2 separate regions of the Rattus norvegicus genome follow, and region 2 is linked to region 1. Evidence: chromatin contacts called from public Hi-C data. All regions are on one chromosome and are shown on one strand. Each heading gives the region's core, a stretch centred on a gene start, on an enhancer-like site or on the middle of the called end of the contact. The rest is flanking DNA. Distances are from core to core; before and after follow the strand shown.

Region 1 (5,652 bases), core at 1,954-4,453:
CCCAGACTGCTGGGCTCTTTGGGGCCCAGCAGACCTACGTCTAACCCTCTGAGTATCTCCCCAAGGCTGCATTGCCAGCTTCATCTAGGCCAATCCAGGCCACTTTACCAAAACCAGAGAAAGAGTCTTTGAAGCAACCCAGGCTAACTTGAACTAACTTTTTTTTTCTTTTTTTCTTTATTAAATTGAGTATTTCTTATTTACATTTCGATTGTTATTCCCGTTCCCGGTTTCATGGCCAACATCCCCCTAACCCCTCCCCCTCCCCTTCTATATGGGTGTTCCCCTCCCCATCCTCCCCCCATTACCGCCCTCCCCCCCAACAATCACGTTCACTGGGGTGAACTAACTTTTTTTTAAAGATAGGCTTTTAGCTTCACTGCTCAAGAAAACAGATCTGGGACACAGAGTATAGGTCAAGGGTCAGACTTCCATCACAAATCCTCCCTTTTTATTGTTTCCAGAGAGGCTATTGAACATTCCAGATTGTCTGTGCCAGTCATACCCCACTGGTTTAAGGTTTGTATTCTCTTGTACAGAGCCTTAGACATTTGATGTGTTTGTTAAATGTGTCAGTTAATATCCACTAAGTCAGCCAACCTGTTTCCATATACTGTTTACACGTCACGAGGGTTAGGAAGACCCACTGGGTGTCCTCCCTCTATGATGACTCTCATTTTGTACTTTTGAGAGCCATGATAATCTGTGTATCAAGAAGAAAAGAAGCTGTTAAAGCATTTTAAAAAGTCAACTGCCATCTGTGGCAGGTAACATCTTTTTCTCCTAATAGGAATGAATCTAGCAAAGCAATCTTTGAGAGTCAGAAGGAGTTATTGAGACTCTAAGTAAAATCTCATTTTAAGGTCCAGCAAACCAGTAAAGTTTAAATCCACTGATTCTTGGGTATATGATCTTGACAGATTCATTGACCCATCTGAAATTCTGGCACAGAAAGGACTCCACTGTTAGTACCCTTACCCTCCTTACTCCTGCCACCCACTCCTACCTCCCTCCCAGTGGTGCCTTGGGGATGTTGTCTGATCATATGCAGATGGTAAAGAGGCTGATTGGAGCCCTGGATAACTTCCCAGTGGGGAGAGATGAGGGGACGCTGTATCATGCAGAAGAGGGCTCCTCTTCCTTTACCTAGTCCCCCCTCCCCATGTATGAATTCTCTCCCATAGCAATGTTGCCCACCGCAAAGCATGTGGTTCTGGCTTCAAGTCAGAAATTAAATACCACTTAGTATTATTGAATGCTACTGGACATAGTAGGGGCAAGTTTTCTGTATACCAACTTCAGATTCATTTGGCAAATTGTGTTGAGACCTGTGGTCTATCCCAGGAAAGAGGCCCATAAGCAGCCTCCAGGAGGTCTTCTTTCTCACGCAGGCCTTTTTACCTCTGTTCTCTTACAGGTGTGTATCCTCTGTTTGGAAGAAATGCTTCCGACCTCTCTGGAGCTGCTCTGCGTGTCCATGTGGTTCTTTCCCCCTTCTTCCCACACTCTGAGCCCTCTCGTGAGCTGGACTCCATGGACTGCAGCAGCCACAGTGAGTCTGAGCAGCTCCCCAGAAAGAGCGATGAGCCCCAGCTCTCTCCGCCCTGTGTGCTCCAGAAGTCTCCTGCCTCCACCCAGGTCCATGGCAACAGCACTGCAGCCGATGTGTGCCCCTCCCAGCAGGGCCCTCCCGAGTTGGATGGGACTTTTGCTGTCAGCATCCTGGTAGAGAGAGCCATGCACTTGAGCTTGAAAGGTATGCTCTCCATACGGACCCAAAAGCAGGTGTCCAGTTCCTCACCATACTCTGTCTTCACAGAACTTTCAGGTCATGCCAAGACCTACAAGTATGGTTAGTTTTCTTAGTAACGCCGCAGATCATAAATTCCTGACCAGAAGTCCATATGTCACCCTCAGTGCCTCTCTCTCTCACTTATCCACTGTCCAGTCTCCACAGCAAATAAATGATTCTATTCTTAAACTTCTCACAACTCTCTCCATCCTCCTCCTCCATTCCATCCACTCAGATCCTCAGGATGCACCCAGGGTCTACAAGTCCCCAGGAAATTCATAAAGAAAACTCCAGAGTTGGTGATCCTACTACATACAAAGAGAATTGTGTTAATATGCCTAACTGCTGACAGCCATATAAGTCACAGGCATCTTGTGTCATTTCATATCTCAGAATACCACTTTATTCCACCAGCCCTTAGAACTTACAGGGCTTACAGCTGTCTTATCAATAAAACACATACTTTTATATTACAGAGTCCTAAGTTTTCATAGCTCCCGGTATAATTGGATTTCTTTATATTCTGATGTGTTTTGCATTACAAATATAAAGAAACACTATTAAACGAAGAGGCCCAAACACTTCATCAGACTGCAAAGGAGCCTGGGAAAACAACCTCCTCCCAGCTTTGTTCAGCCTTGCTTCTCCACTAAGATTTTGCTTCGCTATCATCTTTCCTCTTCAGGCTGCTCTCTAGCTCCCCATCAAGGCTTAGGTGCAGCATTGCTGTGGACCAGAGGACTACCTAGCATAAGGCTCCCTGGTCTGTTCCCTCAGCACCTTTCCATCATCACAGTATTGGCCAGATGTAGTCATTTCCCCATGGTTCTCTTCTCTGCTAAATAAGCCCTATCAAGAGTAAAGGCCTTGTATTTGTTTACTATGCATTCGTTCATTTAGCACCAAGATGAGCAGTAGAATTTGCTGTGTAGTAAGCAGTCTTGGTGCCAGGGATAGAGTGGCAAACAGACAGGGTAAACAATCATGTGTTCATCTCAAGTTCCTGACACATGGCTTGAAGAGGAAGGATTTCTGCTCACAGGTTTAAAGGTTCAACATGGCTGCATCGCCATAGAGGGCAGAGCTTGGAGCACAAGCTTTTCTTCAGTTCGTGACAGAAGATGCAAAGAAAATTCGAAAGAGGAGTCTAAAACAACCCACAGCCGTCAAGGACACAGCCCACGTCATATCATACCTCTCCCATCTGAGAGCCAGGCACATAGCACATGAGCCTGTGGAAGAGCATTCACTCTCAAACCGACAGCTCTGCCCCGGTTGTTGCCTCCAGTAGTCCCCGCCAGTGTCTTTCTCATTCTGCTGCCAAGACTGTATGCCTGGCCAGAAACCAGACCTTGTCTCTCATCAGTTAAAATACTTGGTTCCTTTTATGTCACTTGCAACCCTGGCAACAGCACCCAAAGCCCTGCCCCTCCAGCCTCCCCAGCCTCCCAGCTCCTGCCCTTCCGGCCTCCCCAGCCACACCAGCTTCACTTCTCACCATGTTCACTCACAGCCAACATGTTTTGTGCCAGTGCCCTGTCAGGTCTCAATATTGTCAAGCCTTGTGCTGTTTCTTCTGCTAAAAATACCCCACCCCTTATTTGTGTGGCTTGCTTCCTCTTCTTAAAAGAGTAGGTAAAGTGATGCCATCACTCTGAAGCCACCCTGTCACCTATTAGCAGTACACATGCCTCTGCACCGAGAGCCGGCCTGTACCACCACCACATTCCCACAAGTCAGTATTTTGTACTAAATACTGTCTCTGGTTCTAGTCCTCGGGTCAGTGAGTGTGTTGCTTATCTCTGTGTCCTAACATCCTGACTCTCATGATGCAACTAAGCAAATATGATCTCCTGTCTGTAACTGTGAGGCATAGCCTCTCACATTTCTGGCTGAGTGAACAATTTTTAAATCACTTGTTACTTGGCCTCTTGTAACAACCAGCTCATGACAACACATGGGGCAGACTCCTGGCAAGTAAAACTCAGGATGGAGCTGGGGCAGTGACTTGAGACAGATCAGAGCAGTGTTTGTGTACATCTAGAATTAGAATTTTATTATGGGAGATGTTTTGATAGCATGTGTCCAGAGGAGAAACATGAGGCCAGGGAAATGAAATGGCAGTAGTAGAAAGGTCACTGGTGAGCCAGGCTTAGTGGCATATGCCTGTGTTCCCAATACTAAGGAGGCTGAGGCAGGAGGACTGTAAATTTGAGACCAGCTTGGGAGTAGGAAGGAAGAACAAAGGAAATGGGGGAGGGGTGTCACAACTTGTCAGACAGAAAGAGTTGCCCAGATAAAGACCGAAGGTAAGAGAGCTAGACACAGCCCTGCTTATGCATATGTGAGGCCCCTTCAGCTCTCTGATACCCAGGAGCTCGGCTTCTTAGCCTGTGAGTCATAGCTAATACAGATTGCATAACAGTGTGGGAGTCGAGGAGCATTGATAGTAGGGAAAGGTTTCTGATTGTACAGAATCAAGCATTAGCAAATCTCAGGTGTTTCTGGCAACTTATAATGCTTGACTTGATAGCAGCCTTGGTGCTGAACTCACACATGTACATTTTACACCACATATGCAGTTACCACTCAGAACCAACACACACCCTGAGACACCTGTTACAATGTTACAAGTTACAATGTTTATACAAAGTTTTCTACTTTTTAAATTTTGAGATAGATTCTTACTATGAAGCCTTGGCTGGCTTTGAAATCACAGAAACCCACCTGTCTCTGTCTCCCATGTGCTGTAATTTAAAGATGTGAGCTGCAACACCCAGTAATTTAATTGAGGAAAACAAAAACTTTTAATATTTTCTCATCACTGTTCCTTAGCATGTATCAAATTACTTTATTTCTAGATTTTAGTAGAATGTTTGGTTTCTAGATTTTAGTAGAATGTTTGGCTTTTTTTCTTAATTGCTGAATTGAGTTTTATAAAGGCAGAAAGGAAGGAAAAAAGGAAGAAAGAATCTGCCCATGAGTTTTAGCTTGGAATTAGGACAGAATTTCCAACATTTTTCTGAAATGGCCCTAAACATGCTTCTGCCATTTTGTAATGTGCATCTATGCAAAATCAAACTAAATCGACCACATCCTGCAGTATCAAATATTCAACAAAGATTTAATTCTTTATGTAAAAATAAACAAACACATCCATAGACTGCTTTTATCTTTTATGGACAGTAAATTTATGTGTATTTTAAAGAATTTTTTTTTTTTTTTGGAGCTGGGGACCGAACCCAGGGCCTTGGGCTTGCTAGGCAAGCGCTCTACCATTGAGCTAAATCCCCAACCCCCCTAAAGAATTATTTTTAAATGAATTTTTTAATAATTTGCTCTGAGTAAATGTTGATTTCTATGCATGTTTCAAGTTTATATACCCGCCCACCCAAGTCACATACAAATTTCTTCAGATAAAATACAGTCATCCCCACTGTGTTTTCTTTCAGGGAGCCCCTTGACAGATCGGAAAGTGTCCGTACCTAGTTGTTGTGTGTCCTTTGCCACAGCCACTGAGCCATCTCCTGTGTACACCCATGTGGTTGAGAATACCGATTCCCCCATCTGGGGTTTTCAGCAGCAGTCCAGGTTTGTATTTCTGATGTTCACCCCCTGTTCAAAGTCAGCTCTCTGTTCTGGGGGACAAACTCCGAGCCAGAAACATAATAGATACAGCAGTGTTTGAGCAGAACTGCAAAGTGCATCTTTATGAAGTCATTTAGTCCCAGTGTTTATGAATTCATCATGGCTAACAGGAGTTAAAAGCTTTATTGTTGTGTTGTTGCAGGTTTTTTTAACCTTACTGCATTTGTGCGTGTGTGCTCAGGCGCACGCAAACTCATGCACATACATCATGG
Region 2 (5,445 bases), core at 1,686-4,185, 38 kb after region 1:
ATTCGATTGTCTGAAACCTAACCATGTTTTTAACGTATTATTTGTTTTTACTCAGCTCTGAAATTCATTGTTTTGCCTTTGTTTTAATAAAAGTCTGGCATTTGTATTTGTGTACATGTGTTTTGGGTTGGTCATTGGGGAAAGGTGTTGGAGTTCATCTGTACTTTTAACTGCAGAAAGAAGGCACGGCTGTCACTCAGCCATCTGCAACGTGGGACTTGTTCTTCCAAGTGTCAGATTGGCCCATGTTCGAGTGACGATAGTGTCCCTCTTCTAGTGCTTTGGGCTTTTGCTTGCCCATTCTTGATTTGTCTTTTCCTCTGATGGCCCTTTAAATCTCACAGTGAAAGTCTGCTGGTCCCCTGTGTTACTCAGGAGGGAACTTCTGTCAAAACAGCCACTTGGGCAGCTACCACAGACAAAGCCCTCTGAGGATGATTCTGAAGGGGCACAGCTGTCCAGTGCCAGCTGGGTAGTGAGGCTAAAGGGAGCTACCCAAGGGCCCTCTGCTTGTCACCCCTGTGTGTCATTTCACTGAATCCTCAAAACAATTCCCACAGTTAAACTCAAGGCCAAGGAAGTCAGAGACATTGCTTCTGTATAAGTAGAAAGTGCATCAGGACCCAAGACATTCCCAGAAATAAGGGGCTCAGACCAAAGCAGGATACAGCCAGCAAATGCCCTGAATTGGGGCAGGCTCAGGCTGCTGCATCCAGGGAAGGATTCCTGAAAGAAACCAGAACTGGGGTAAAGCCCAGAGAATAGACCAGGTCATGGACAGTTGCACAGGGAACCAGAGAATGTTCTGGGCCATATCAGTGTCCAGCCTGATTGAGTTTGTGGCTCTGGCCTCATCTGGAAGGCACAGACACTTAGACGCTGGCTTCATATGGTTGCTGTGAAGATCAAATGGGACATTTCTGAAAATGCTTGGCTGGCATTTGGCATATAATGGGAGCTTGAGAAATGTCAGCCCACACTTCCTAAACGCTGGAGTGAATTCGCAGCAAGTGTACTGCTTACCCAGAAGGCAGAGCACTCCAGCCTCCCTAGATGGGCCATGGACCCTCAGCCCTACCTGTCCCACATATTTCTGCTCCTTGAGTGTCAGCCTGCAAACCTGCCCCATCCCTACCCTGCAGCTGGCCTTGCCCCAGACCTCACACTCAGCCAGAATAGAGCTTCCGGTACCTGGAATTCCACATCCCTTGGGGTGAGAGACCTCCAAGTTCCAGGCCTCAGGGGGAAAGCTTGAGGTGAAGAAGGTCACTGCCAAATCCTGTTCCTGTAAATAACCTGAAGGAGTCAAGTGAGAGCAGGGCCACGGGAGGCCACGGCTGCAGGCAAAGTGGAGGTCTGAAACAGACCATGCACAAACGGTGTGTTATTTACCAGTCCCTCATCCCTGACACCTCTGAGGTGACTTGACTTGCCAAGCTGTACAACACATTTGTCACCACAACCAGAATGAACCCCGACCTTCTCATTCATACCCTCCACAGATGCCTGAAGACTATTTCTGGTGACCCAGAGACCGTAGCAGTCAGCCTTAAAACTTCCAGCAGAGGCCTAGCCCTCTGAGCTCACCTCCCTCTGGGTTTCTCCAGAACCTGCTGCCTCTAGTTTGACTTCTACTTGTACTCCTCCCCCATGTGGCTCCCACAGTCCTGCCCACCTCCAGATTAATAGTTCCAGACAGAGCCCAAAGCAGTAGGCAGTCTCTGGTCCAAGAAAGAGGATAAACAATCGGATGTCATAGCACCCATTCTGCCATGGCTCTGCACTCAAGTTCCAAAAAGTACCTTCTCTGCCCTACCTGTCTCCTCTCCCCTCTCCTTTTAGTCTCCCTTCTATGTCACCCAACTCCCAGCTCAAGCTGCACCCAGTCCTTAACCTCAGCGGCTACAGATGGACCAGCCTACAGTGTTTGCTGCAAGGAATTCTGCTCACCTGCCCCTTCTCACTCCGGCCCCAGCATCTCCATGCCAAGGGCCATGTCATGAGGAATAGTGATGGCAGCAGATAGACCCAAAGTGTGTTATAGGTTACAGGGTTGCAGTGTACTAGTGGTGGGTGTGACCTCGGGAAGTCACTGTCCTTGATTTTCTCTGTAAAGTAAGCATTGACACATGAGGGCTGTACTCAGTGTATATGTATCTACTGATACACACCACAGTGTGCAACAGCACCAGGGAAGAGACTAGCCACAAGAAGCCATACATTCTGTACGATCCTGCTCAAACAAAATATCTAGAAGCAGAATAAAGATGAGTGGTTGCCTGAAGCTCGGGGAAGGAGGAAGGGTTGACTCGTTTTTTGTCTTTGAGCCATTATGAAAATGTTCTGAACTAGAATGTAGTGGTTGATCAACCTGACTTTGCTAAAAGTTGTTGTGTGCTCCATGTGGGCAAATCACATTCTATGGAAAATACATCTCAAAGCTCTTTTCCTTTGCTTTTAAGTCTAGGAGCCTGTTTTAGTAATACCTGCTTCCTAGGGTATGGGAAATAGACGTGGTGAACCTCAAGTATCAAGCATATCTTGGTGCCAAAATGTCCTCTAGCTTCTCCGCCCTATCTTCTCCTTTCCCTTCTGGAGGAGAACATGAGGTGTCTAAGAAATGATGCCTATAATCATGGCATAGGATCCTGGAAAGTCCCTGTCCTAAGACCTTGACTTTTGGGCTCTGAAAGGTGACAAGAACTGTCACACACCACATCTCCTGGTCACCAAGGTAGCCCTCCTCTTGAAAGCTCAAAGGAGCCACGTTACAGAGCCCCAGGTCACGGAAGCTAAACCAGATCTGGAACTCACTGGTCTCCTCCCTGCACCCCGCCTCTTGTCAAGTGACCAGACTGTCAACTAGCTTCTCAGAATTAGGTTTCAGGTCAGCTGGTGCATAAGGCCAGTGCCGAGCCAGAGGCAGCAGAGACAACAGTGAATGGTGAGGAGGGGCTGTCAGATCCTGCTGCTGCTAATGGATGGAGCCTTAGGGTGCCCCTACACCTCCTGACCTTGGCTAGACTCACAGGTAAGACCCCATACCTCTCCTCAACTCTCCTCTGTCCCTGCTCCTCTGTCTTCTCTCCCTTCCAGGGATGCTCACAGTAAGGAGCTGCCAGGGATCACTCACACGGCGTGAGAGACAGAGTCTAGCTCCTACCTGTAAAGAAGAAGGAACTGCAGCCCTGGGGAGAGCCTTGACTCCCATCTGTGTGACTCCTCAGGACTCCCTTGTCCTGCTGACCCCTCTGCTGGGATCTTAGAAATGTCAGGTGGAAAGTGTCCCTGTCCTTTGGCCCAGGATCCCCACAGAGCACACGGCCCTTCCTGGGTAGACATGATAAGGGCACGTCTGTCCTGAAGCCTGGTCTAGAGTCGTGTTCACTCCGTCTAGTGGCTTCCGTGATAGAGATTTTGTTGGAGAGAGTTGGGTTGGGCAGGACACGCTCAGCAAACACCAATGGATCCTGTCAGCTAGAGCGCCCCATGTTGTGGTTACCCCAGTAGAGCTACAAGGGTGAGGATTGTTCTCCTCCCGCTGGTGGCATCAGACCAATGCTGGACAGGTTTCCTCAAATAACAACTGAGGTGCAGCAAGGAGGAGGTTGGGAAGCCCTGAACTCGGAGTTTCCTGCTGTGCCGGCCATTGCAGCCCCACCCCCACCCCACCCCGTATGTCTGCCCATCCTTTCTATTTCTCATGGATGGCTCAGGGGTACTCCTTCCAAACTTGGGTACACACAATTGCTCTCAAAGGTGACAAGTGCTGTCACACACCAGCCTCCACTGTCTCTTGAGAGCCCCTTTCCAGCAGCGTCCTCACTGGTAGAACCCCATCGCTCCCCTCTAATCTACCCCTGCTTCCTGAACCAGCATGCTCTGACTGCCTGGCCCTGACCCCCCACACTGGACTTAGCGTAACCTTGGCATTCGAAGCCCTTGATCAAAGGGCCCTGAGGTCATCTTTGACCTCATTTCCTGTCTCCTCATCTTGGTAAGAATGGTCTGACTTAGGGTCTTCCCTACAACGGTCTTCACAGAGAAGGAGGGTAAGTTGATCTTGTCCCAGTTTGAAGGCTCCGACAGAGCTAAAAAACAAAACAAAACAAAACAAAAAAATGTTACAGATAATGAGGCAAGCTACAAGACTAGGGTCAGAAGTAGCAGAGGACAAAGTGGGTACAAGAGGGAAGTCCTGACTGACAGGGAAGCAAAAGCACCGGCCTCAGCAGGGAGAAAACTCCATTCAGTGTCCTCTGCAGGACCTGGCTCAGCACCAGCATCGCCTGAGACAGTGGCCATACACAGGTTCTTCGCTTGTTTAACATCAGTGTTTCTCTCCAAAGCAGAGCAGAGCACAGGGCTCTCCTACTAACACATGAGTAGTCAGTCCCCAGACAGACTTTGATGAAGGGATTCTAAAGAACTTACCCCAAAGGGTCTCTCCAGATCTGAGCGAGCCGTAGATTTAGGCTTTCAAGTTACCCAGAAGTCTAGCTCTCTGGGGCAAATTCAGGACTTGAGAGAAGAGAGGCCACTAGGACACCATGAGGAGAGTCAGCTGTTCCCACAGTACATTCCAGGCTTGGGCAGGGAATCCAGTGCCTCCATGCTGGGAAGGAGCCAGGCCTTGCTGCTCTTCTGTAGGGCAAAGGGGAATGAGACCTGAGCAAGTGGAGGGTATTTCTCTAAACACGCCCACACCGCTATCCCTCAGCCAAGTTGGCTTTAAAGGCTCTGGGCCTCGGGCAGAAGGCTGAGCCTCCAAAGAACCTGTTCCCTGCTCAGGCTTGTCTGTTTACAACTCAGGCAGACATACTGAGAAGACAGTCTGAAGGGAGAGCCTGGGAGAGCCAAGGCCTGATTACAACTACCCACACAGAGCTTAGCTTCTCTGGGTCCATGAATTCCATCTGCGGACCTTGTATTCACCCAGCCTTCTCCAGACTCATGCTTGGCATTGTGAAGCATTTAGTAACTGCTTCGAATGCTCAACAAAGGCTAAGACCCCGAGAAGCCAGGTTACCACACTGACTAGACCTTATGTGGTGTAGCGAAGACAGCTTTATTGCTTGGCCCTCAGAACAACCAGATTGGAGTCCTGTGACCAGTGGTCAGTCAACCTCTTTCCATCTTTTATTAAAATAATTTACTTATTTTTATTTTATATGCATTTATGTGTTGCCTGCATGTGTGTCTGTGTAAGGGTGACAGATCCCAGAGTTACAGACAGTTGTGAGTTGCTATGTAAGTGCTGGGAATTGAACCTGGAGCCTGTGGAAGAGCAGTCAGTGCTCTTAACTGCTAAACCACCTCTTCAGTCCAACCTCTTTCTGTTTTAAGCCTCTACTTTCTCATCTGTAAACTGGATTTAAATACTGCCCTGCTTCTGCCAATGTGGTTTTGAACCTAAAACACGGGCTTGGACACCAGGGGCTGGAC

What was found. Hi-C and Micro-C count contacts between places; a contact is called where the count stands out from the background.
Region 2: a Hi-C map of psoas muscle shows a contact between it and region 1, with 5 times the contacts expected there. The contact joins the promoter of Ucp3 here to the enhancer-like site in region 1. A contact is called at or near these places in 2 of 12 Hi-C or Micro-C datasets (mammary epithelial cells and psoas muscle).

The regions. Positions count from the first base shown.
Region 1 is chr1:164,186,983-164,192,634 of GRCr8, forward strand. It overlaps C2cd3 (C2 domain containing 3 centriole elongation regulator), which reads left to right. Exons shown (of 33, transcript NM_001191602.1): 24 at 1,418-1,756; 25 at 5,245-5,383. Among named protein-coding and RNA genes, the nearest start is that of Ucp3, 38 kb to the right of the region's middle. Within about 2 kb of position 3,204, at least 14 of the 93 cell types and tissues checked have an H3K27ac peak or open chromatin away from gene starts, as enhancers often do.
Region 2 is chr1:164,224,975-164,230,419 of GRCr8, forward strand. Ucp3 (uncoupling protein 3) reads left to right here and starts at 2,936. Exons shown (of 7, transcript NM_013167.2): 1 at 2,936-3,031. It also overlaps a transcript of C2cd3 not described here.